Linked DNA regions of Gossypium hirsutum: region 2 is linked to region 1. The links are chromatin contacts, called in public Hi-C maps. All regions are on one chromosome and are shown on one strand. Each heading gives the region's core, a stretch centred on a gene start, on an enhancer-like site or on the middle of the called end of the contact. The rest is flanking DNA. Distances are from core to core; before and after follow the strand shown.

Region 1 (4,427 bases), core at 1,299-3,798:
GATGATTGAGGTGCCTTTTGACATATTGGTTGTATGAACATTTGGTATTGAGATTAGTCATTCATTGCATAATTGGAGTATGTTTAAAGCCCTTGTATACATGTACAAATTTCTTGTAGGTTTATGCTTGAAAGAGTGAAAGAAATATCTTGGAAGTGGTTATTTTCTTGTCCACACGGCTTAAGACACAAGCGTATGTTTCAGTCGTGTGCCTGTAGTTTTTAAAGGGTTACAAGTTAGGCTATTACATGGCCTAGCACATGGCCTGGCACATGGACGTGTGAGGTTACTTCGAAGGTTACACGACCTAGCACACAGGCGTGTGACTTGGCTGTGTGACCAAGTCAGAAAGTTACACGGCCTGAGACACGGGCGTATCTCCTGACCGTGTAATTCACATAGCCAGACCAAACGACCATGTGACCCCTGCAGCTTTGAAATTTTTCTATGTTTTTCGAAAATTTTGAGTTTCCGAATTAGTCCTGACTTGTTTCTAACGCGTATTTTGGGTCTCGAGGGCTCGAATAAGGGACAATATGCATGAGTTTGATTGATTTTTGACCTGAATATTATACGATATGAAATGTTTGAAATTTATGTCTGTTGGATTTGTAAACTCCGGTAATTCTTTGTAACCCGGATTCGGCGATGGATACGGGTTAGGAGTGTTTCAAGTAATCTACACCATTAATTACTAAATTATGGGTAAGTTTTCGTTTTGGTCACCTAACTAAAAAAAGTTAAAATTTGGTTATTGAACTATTCAAAAGTTTTTATTTAAATCACTGAACTATTAAAAAAAATATTTAAGTCACTGGGCTATTAAGTTTTTTTTAAAAATGTTTCACCAGCAAGCTCTAAGCGACAATTCAATGACAGTACCCATCGATGAGTAGAAAATATGCCTTAAATTCAAGTTGATCTAATGTTCAGTGTCAGAGATCAGGGAAAAAAGTTATTTGAATTTTAATTTGTATATTTGTAACATCCAAAGTTGTTTAATAATAATAAAAAAAGAACTATAGAAGAGAAAAAAAAATTCAATTGGTACAAACAGTTGCAAACAGAAAAAATCATATAATATCAATTTTAACAATATAATGACTTACCAAATTATAAAATTTTTAATTAAATAATTAAAAACAAAAACTTCCCCATCATTTAGTTTGTAACAATGAAGTTTACCGTTATTTTATTGAAGACAGAAATGAGCACATGAGAGTCCGGAAATGATAATAAATTAGATGAATTGAAGAAAAGGAGGAAAGGACGTCGTGTTGATGGAAAACAACGGAATTAGCCAAATAATGACGAATCGTGTGTTTGCTTGCGTTAAATCAAAAGTTGGTATCCTCCATTCTATTGTATTCTGTTTGATAAAAACTTCCATATTTTGTATTTCTTTCATAGGAATATATTGTATTAGATAAATTACAAGATAAATGAATAGTATGTTTTTATATATGTAAGCCAATTCAATTTTTTGTGTATATATATATATATTTGTTTTCATCTTATAAATTTTGTAATCATAAACTTTAAAAATGTAATGCTAATAATTTTTAAACATAAACTATAATTTAGGGAACGCCAATGAATGTTTTCATTCTACTTTTAATTTATTTATATCTATATCTAACTGAATTAATATCATAAGTTAATCAGACATCAACTTAATTAAAAATTAAAAATTTTTCAAAATTATAAAACAAAAGTAATATATTAATAGTGTTATATAGATAACACAACCATAACCTCGTCAATAAACTTATTTACATTTTTATTACTTTACCAATAATTATTTTTTCAAAAAAAAACTATTTAAATTATATTGTTTTTATTTTAGTCGACTTGAAATGTTGGAAATTTCAACATGATTAATTCAATTAATTCTTATAACTAATTTTTTAAAAATATTATATTATAATTTGAAATTTAAATTAGATAATAAAAATACAATGGTTTTAGTGGGTAAAAGAAAAACATGGAGTTGCAGGATTTTGGTTGAATATTAAATAGAAGACATGAGGAGGTGAGGTGGCGTGGTAGTGGAGAAGTCACATGGTGTGATGAGATGCATTTCACAGCCACTAATGTAATGTCTTTTATTTAACAAAACCAACATTTCCCTTTGCCCCTTCGAGGCTTGACTTTGGTTAGACCTTTGAATTATTTTCAATACCTGGAAATACGCACGCACATGCTCATGCTCCTCCCCTTCTTTACTATACCAAATAAATAAATAAAGCAAGTGGCGGTGTTTTTGGCCTTTGGGGGAATCGAAACAAAACTGCCATATAAAATCACCTTTAAGTGTATATTTGTTCCTTTCTCTCCTTCTTTTTAAACACAGTACACCAATAACCATACTAACCCCAAATAAAATTGTTATTTTCAAAGGTCCATATCAAATTAAATACAATAGGATACTACCACTGTTGGAAATGACGTTCCTCTGATACGTATCTCTGTATCTCACTACTATGGGCTAGGCAAAGACAAGACAATGCAACCATCACAGTGATTATCCAATCCTTCTGCCCACGCTAATTAATTCATAACCTGTACTACTCGGCTTTTCATTCAATTCATTCCTTCCCCCCCACCCCCATCCTCTCAACATCTTTCTTTAATATATATTTCGTAATCAGAGATTTTATGGTTGTTTATTTCAATTTTCAAAGATACTGATATACATTGTATTGGTATAAAAAGAAACCCCTATTATTATATCAAACTTGGTAGACTCGGGATGCAATTGCAATGTAAAAGCAAGGCCAGACTTCGGTAGCTTTCTTAATCAAAATCATGGTGTGCAATATGAACAGGTTGAAAGGCATATCATGTTAATCACAAAAGCAACAACGGACCCACTTTTATTATTATTATTTTAAGTGAGCGGAAAAGCATGCATAAAGAAAAACACAAGAAGACAGAGGGGATGAATTAACAGTAGCCATAATTCGGTTCATAGTAAGATGCGAGAGTGTGAGGCTGAGGTAGCCTAGGCCACTTGTAGTAGGACATGACATCACTGATTAATTATTAATCACATTCACCATGGCTTGCATCAGTGGGTCGTAGCCTCGTGGCCGGTTTTTTTATTCTTTTTTAAAAAACCATCGCCTTATCTAATCAAGAGATAAACATTACTGAATCATTCCCAATGGAATCTACGCTATTTACAAATTAAATCCACCCACATAACACCAGCACAGCAAAGAGTTATCTTGGGGGGCAATTTAATATGCAAGTGGTTCATATTCCACTAGGATCACTTTCTACTTTTTGTAAACTGGAAAGAAGCGGATTGAATGACGTTTTTCTTTTTGATTGTTAGTTAACCTGAACTAAATTCCTCATTTAGATTAATAATAATGGCCGCAACAAATACAACATGTCTTAACATAATGCTACGAACTCTTACAAGGAAGACAGCTACTCTGTCGGCACTCCAGCGCCATCCATGTCAACATGGGCTATAATCGCTGAATGCTGGTCCAACATCATACTTCGAATATATCTGCAATATGGCAATCAGATCTCGTTTATTTCGATTTCCATGTGATGATAATTTGTATAATAAGTAGAAAAAAGTGAAATCGTTATACATTATGGAGTGAAAAGTGATAATTTGTTGGTCTACCAAAACCAGTTCATTAAAGTTATGCCAGTCGATTGTACAAATATGATGCGTTTTAGTACAGGAAATTGAAATATGTTGAGCTATAAAAGAAGTTTATGATATGACAAAAGCCCAAGGATATCTTTCCAGGCAAGACCAGCAGCAAGTAATAGCTCTTCCTTTCCGGTGGCTGGGATCAACCCAAGTTACACATTATGATAGGCGATGTACCTAAATATTACAGGAAACTTGTAGAATGATCATGAAATTTGCACTGTGGTGGCATTTTCAAATTCAGTTATATGCATTTGGAACGGGACATTCGCATATCATATAGCATGGAGGAGAGCTAATAATCATTCATATCAAAATTTTCCTGGATTTCCAAGGTTCAAACCCCATTATCGCATAAAGACAAGACATGATATGCAAGAGATAAGAAATTGTCACCTTTGCCATCAGGATGAGTAGTGACATTGGCAATCTTGGGAAGATTTTCCATGGAGCTGCACCAAAGCGGTGTGTGAGGTGGTCGAGCTTAAGTAGAAGAATATGATTCACTTTGCTTCGACTGCTCATTTGAGAACTGATCCCCCATTTGATTCAAGTAGATGTCTAAGGTACGAGATGAAGATGTTGCCAATTTTCTCTTGTTCTTAAACCTTCACCTAACAGGGATATGAGAAACAAACAGCAAAGCAAACTAGATTGTGTGCTTATTTAATTCTAAAGAGGGAAATATACGTCATGGAAGATACCTGTCTTTCTTTTTCTCAAGATATCTTTGCAACAATGCGTTTCT
Region 2 (4,427 bases), core at 713-3,212, 260 kb after region 1:
ATATACAAACATACAAATAAGTATAACCACCTATGGGAACCCTTCACGAGCTCTCTTTGCCTCACAATATTCATTATGCGGATATACAAACATGTAAAGGGGCATAACCAGTCGCGGAAATCCTTCACAGCTCTCTTTGTCTCACAATATTCGTTATACGAATATACAAACATGCAAAAAGGTATAACCACCAGCAAGGATCCTTCATAGGATCCCTTTGTCTCACAATATTCATTATATGGATATACAAACATGCAAAGGGTATAACCACTCACGGGAACCACTCGTGGGTTTATTTTATGAGATTTATATAGACATTCGTATATAAGCATGTATAGACAATCATACTGGGTGGTAATAGTCCGTAAGATGTAACTACCCGTAAGTTTGAGTCGTTACATATTTTTAACTGTCAAATTAAGTTGATTATAGGAACATTTCTATAATTAATTTATCTTATGTGACAAGTTAAATATAATCTCACCTTTCTTCATATTGCAATCGTTTCAATCATAGGGTATGACATTGTAGGATCCTGTAACATTGATAGTAATATTAGAACATTTCTATTATTACATGTAGTAAGTGACATCTAGTAATGAACCACTGCTACCTAAGTTGCAAGAAGTCGTGGTTCGACATAACCTTTCCATGATAATATTGTTGTATAATATATCTCTTTGTTCATGATATCTAAATTGAACGCAAGTATAGAGCAATCACACTTGTATAGTCCAATATTTTATTTCTTGAATCTTGAGTAGGCTAAGATAAACAAATGAGTTTGATATCTCATATCAACTTATTTGAGCATGGCCATGCATTTTTAGTTTTGCTCGATCAAAGAATCCTAGATATCGCTCTCATTATGTAGGAAGGTTAAATATTATTTTGATCACTCATCTCATTACATAGTTTGTGGTACACATAACAGTATTTATAGTACAACCATTTATGAAAGACGCTTGACTATACCATAATATACTGCTCCCAATATCAGAACTATGATGAACTCAAGTCTAAGTATCATACATCCTATTATCATTATGAGAACTGTCATGACTATTACATAATAATTCAATAAGCATTGTCATAGTAGTTAGTCCAATACATTGTTTTGCTAACGTGTACCCAAATATTGACTTGATATCTCATATTCATGACAACATCTTGTCATCAATCATCCATACGTTAGTCTCAATGTATTATTATTGTTTAAGCCCACAATAATACTCGACTAAATACATTTAATAATAATCATATTTTTCTCTAAACTTTATTATTAAACAAATTATTTAATACACAAAAATAGAGACCAATAACAATAATGACAATGTTTTCATTATTAAATAAAATAAATAATTATGCAAGTACAATCATCTTATAATTGATATTTGGGCACACTCTAACATATATATAGGTCATTTTAAGCTATTCCTGAAGTTTTACTAAGGCTTAAGTTTACAGAATGGTTACTAAGCTATTCGGAAGTTTTGTCATTGGGTTGCTAAAATCACTACCTTCTCTATCTGCATCGTCTACACCAATCGAAAGCTTTCCTTCATATTCTCTTCTATAGTTCAATTTTTTTATGAAACAACTTTGAATATCACGAATCTACGAACCAAAATTCAAACATCTTTCTTTTCAGATCTTCGATACTAATAGTCAGATCGACTTGAATCCAAAGTATGTTTTTATACTTATAAATGAGTATTGATCTATCTTAACAATCGTCAAATTTTCGCTTAGAAATCGCTAGCTGGATTTAAAAAAAAAAACTTAACAAATCAATGACTTAAATAAAAATTTTCGAATGATTCATAGTTCAAGATTTATTTTGTAACATTTTGAAGTTGAATAATCAAAACGTAAATTTATTAGTAGTTTAGTGACCTCAGGTGTAATTTATCCAAATTGTTATTATAAAATTAAAATAACTGGAATGGTAAATATTGTAAAACGGGACACTTGCCGGGGCTAAAGGGTAAAAGTGATCATCTCCATAAGTTGGGTGTTGGCATAGCGAGATATAGTTAGAAGTGGGTCATCCATCCAGTTGTTCTTAAGATCCAACCAAAAGCAAACAGCAAAAGAGAGAGGGCGAGGCGGCGACCGCATTTAACGCTTATCCCCTTCTAATTTAGAAAAGAAATGGAGACTTTCAACATCCCGGCGACGCCGTTATTGATGAAGGAGTTCCTCCGCCAGATGGGAGGCACCGCTGTTATCGATGGTGGACTGGCGACCGAGCTGGAACTCCACGGTGCTGACCTAAACGATCCCCTCTGGAGTGCCAAATGCCTCCTCACTTCTCCTCACCTTATTCGCTCCGTAAGTTTTTCTCCCTCTTTCAAAATTACCTTTTTTTTCGAACCTTGATTTATTTTATTTATGATTTATTTTATTTACGTCCTATATAATCCAAAGTGGTTGTAATAGGAACTTAGGAACTGAATTTTACGTGAATGTAAGTAAGTTTTACTGATGGAAGGAAGAGGAATAATGGAATAGCAGTGAAGGAGTGGTTGGTGGAGGTCTTTTTGGGAATTTCGACTGTTCTGCACATAGAACTGAATTATAATCTATTTTTTTTTCATTGGAAAAAGACAAAGGAAGTTGTTCTGATATGGCGGATGCAGTATATATATTTATTTATGTATGCATGTATAGAACACTGGACCACAGTGTGGAGGTGGTCCAGTTTTGATCTGGTGAGTCAGGTCAGTGGCATTTAAGGGTTATCGGTCACGAGTCAGTTTTGAGTTCTATTGTTTTGTTTATAAATGTTACTCATACAAAGAGGTAAATTTTAATGAGTTAAGTGCTTGAGTTTTGGCTACTATCTTGCTTTTTTTAATATTATGGTGAAAGAATTGACTTTATTTAGTCCCTTGGCTCTATCTCTTTCTCTCGGGAATTAGAGAAAGGGAAAATGATAAACAGGATACAGAGATTGGGATGTTTGAAAGCTTATTTGAGAGAAGCTTAGTTCTCTTCTAGGCTTCGGAATCGATGTTGGAAGTTTCAATAACTAAAAGTGCTTGTTAGTTTCCTTTTCACATATGAGACCTGGGTTTTACTTAACGGAATTTCCAGACAAATTATACTATTCTAAGTGTATATGAGTTTGGAGACTGAGCTAGGATATCGTTGAAGTATTGCAATAACCAAACAAGCAAGAATAATGCCATAACATATTGATGGTTAAAAGTTGAGATGCTGAACAAGAAAGTCATATATATGCTTTAAGATGGACCGAATGTTATGTTTAGGTTGCTTCTCCAGATCATTAACCAATCTATTTTTAGCAGGTACACCTTGATTACCTTGAAGCTGGCGCAGATATTATTATCACAGCATCCTATCAGGTATCAGATATAATGTCTCTCTCTCTCTCTCTCTCTCTCTCTCTCTCCCCGTTGCCAACTGATGCAAATTTATATATTTTTAATAGGCCACAATTCAGGGGTTTGAAGCAAAAGGCTTTTCTAGAGAACAAAGTGAAAACTTGCTTAAAAAAAGTGTGGATATTGCCCTAGAGGCAAGGCGTATGTATTATGAAAGATGTAGTAAAAGTTCTAGTGGTGGAACTGGAGATGATAGGATACTAAAAAATCGTCCAATCTTGGTTGCAGCATCTGTAGGCAGCTATGGGGCTTATCTGGCTGATGGTTCTGAGTACAGGTGTGTCTACCAACTATGCGAATATTATCAAGTAATGTTCAATCCAAACCCGATATTGTTGCTTTTAGGCTCTTTGCCACTATCTGTTATCTTTTTGTGTAAATGAAAACCATTAAATTTGTAGTACATATTTACATGCCTCCTCTTTTTGTTGTTATATTCTCTATCCCAGTGGGTGCTATGGTGAGGCAATGACAGTAAATGCTTTGAAAGAATTTCATCGAAGAAGGGTTCAGGTCCTGGCTGAAGCAGGTCCTGACATAATAGCATTTGAAACAGTTCCGAACAAGATAGAAGCTCAGGTATAGTTGAATATTTAATTCTGAATGAAACCTTTTTCTTTAAGATAAAAGTAAGAAGGGTGTGAGGAATAAAAGCAAGTTACTAAGTTTCTTTTCTTGCATGTCTAAATGTTTCCTGATTTGGCTAGTAAATTGTTATTGATCTGATGCTTATGTTTACTTTGCTGTTTAATTTATTTCTTCTTAATATTAAGATTTTTTTTTTGGGGGGGGGTTGTTCTTCATACAGGCTTTTGCTGAACTCTTAGATGAAGAACACATAAAGATTCCTGCATGGTTAACTTTCAACTCAAAAGATGGCGTCAATGTAGTTAGCGGCGATTCTTTGCTTCAGTGTGCATCAATTGCTGAATCTTGCAAGCAAGTTGTTGCTGTTGGAATCAACTGCACGCCACCTAGATTTATTCATGATCTGATTTTAGCAATTAAGAAGGTTTT

The links. A called contact is a pair of places that touch in the nucleus more often than the background predicts.
Region 2: a contact with region 1 is called in a Hi-C map of leaf, with 4 times the contacts expected there. The contact joins the promoter of LOC107951360 here to the enhancer-like site in region 1. A contact is called at or near these places in 2 of 34 Hi-C or Micro-C datasets (both in leaf).

What each region holds. Positions count from the first base shown.
Region 1 is chrA08:11,506,408-11,510,834 of Gossypium_hirsutum_v2.1, forward strand. It overlaps LOC107951235 (protein TIFY 4B), which reads right to left. Exons shown (of 10, transcript XM_041075854.1): 8 at 4,384-4,427; 9 at 4,076-4,293; 10 at 3,150-3,523. Among protein-coding and RNA genes, the nearest start is that of LOC107951235, 6.4 kb to the right of the region's middle. Within about 2 kb of position 2,549, at least 4 of the 9 cell types and tissues checked have an H3K27ac peak or open chromatin away from gene starts, as enhancers often do. A contact at or near this core is called in leaf, where this site is marked.
Region 2 is chrA08:11,763,905-11,768,331 of Gossypium_hirsutum_v2.1, forward strand. LOC107951360 (homocysteine S-methyltransferase 2) reads left to right here and starts at 1,963. Exons shown (of 7, transcript XM_016886398.2): 1 at 1,963-2,334; 2 at 3,315-3,371; 3 at 3,458-3,687; 4 at 3,860-3,989; 5 at 4,219-4,422. The coding sequence starts at 2,155.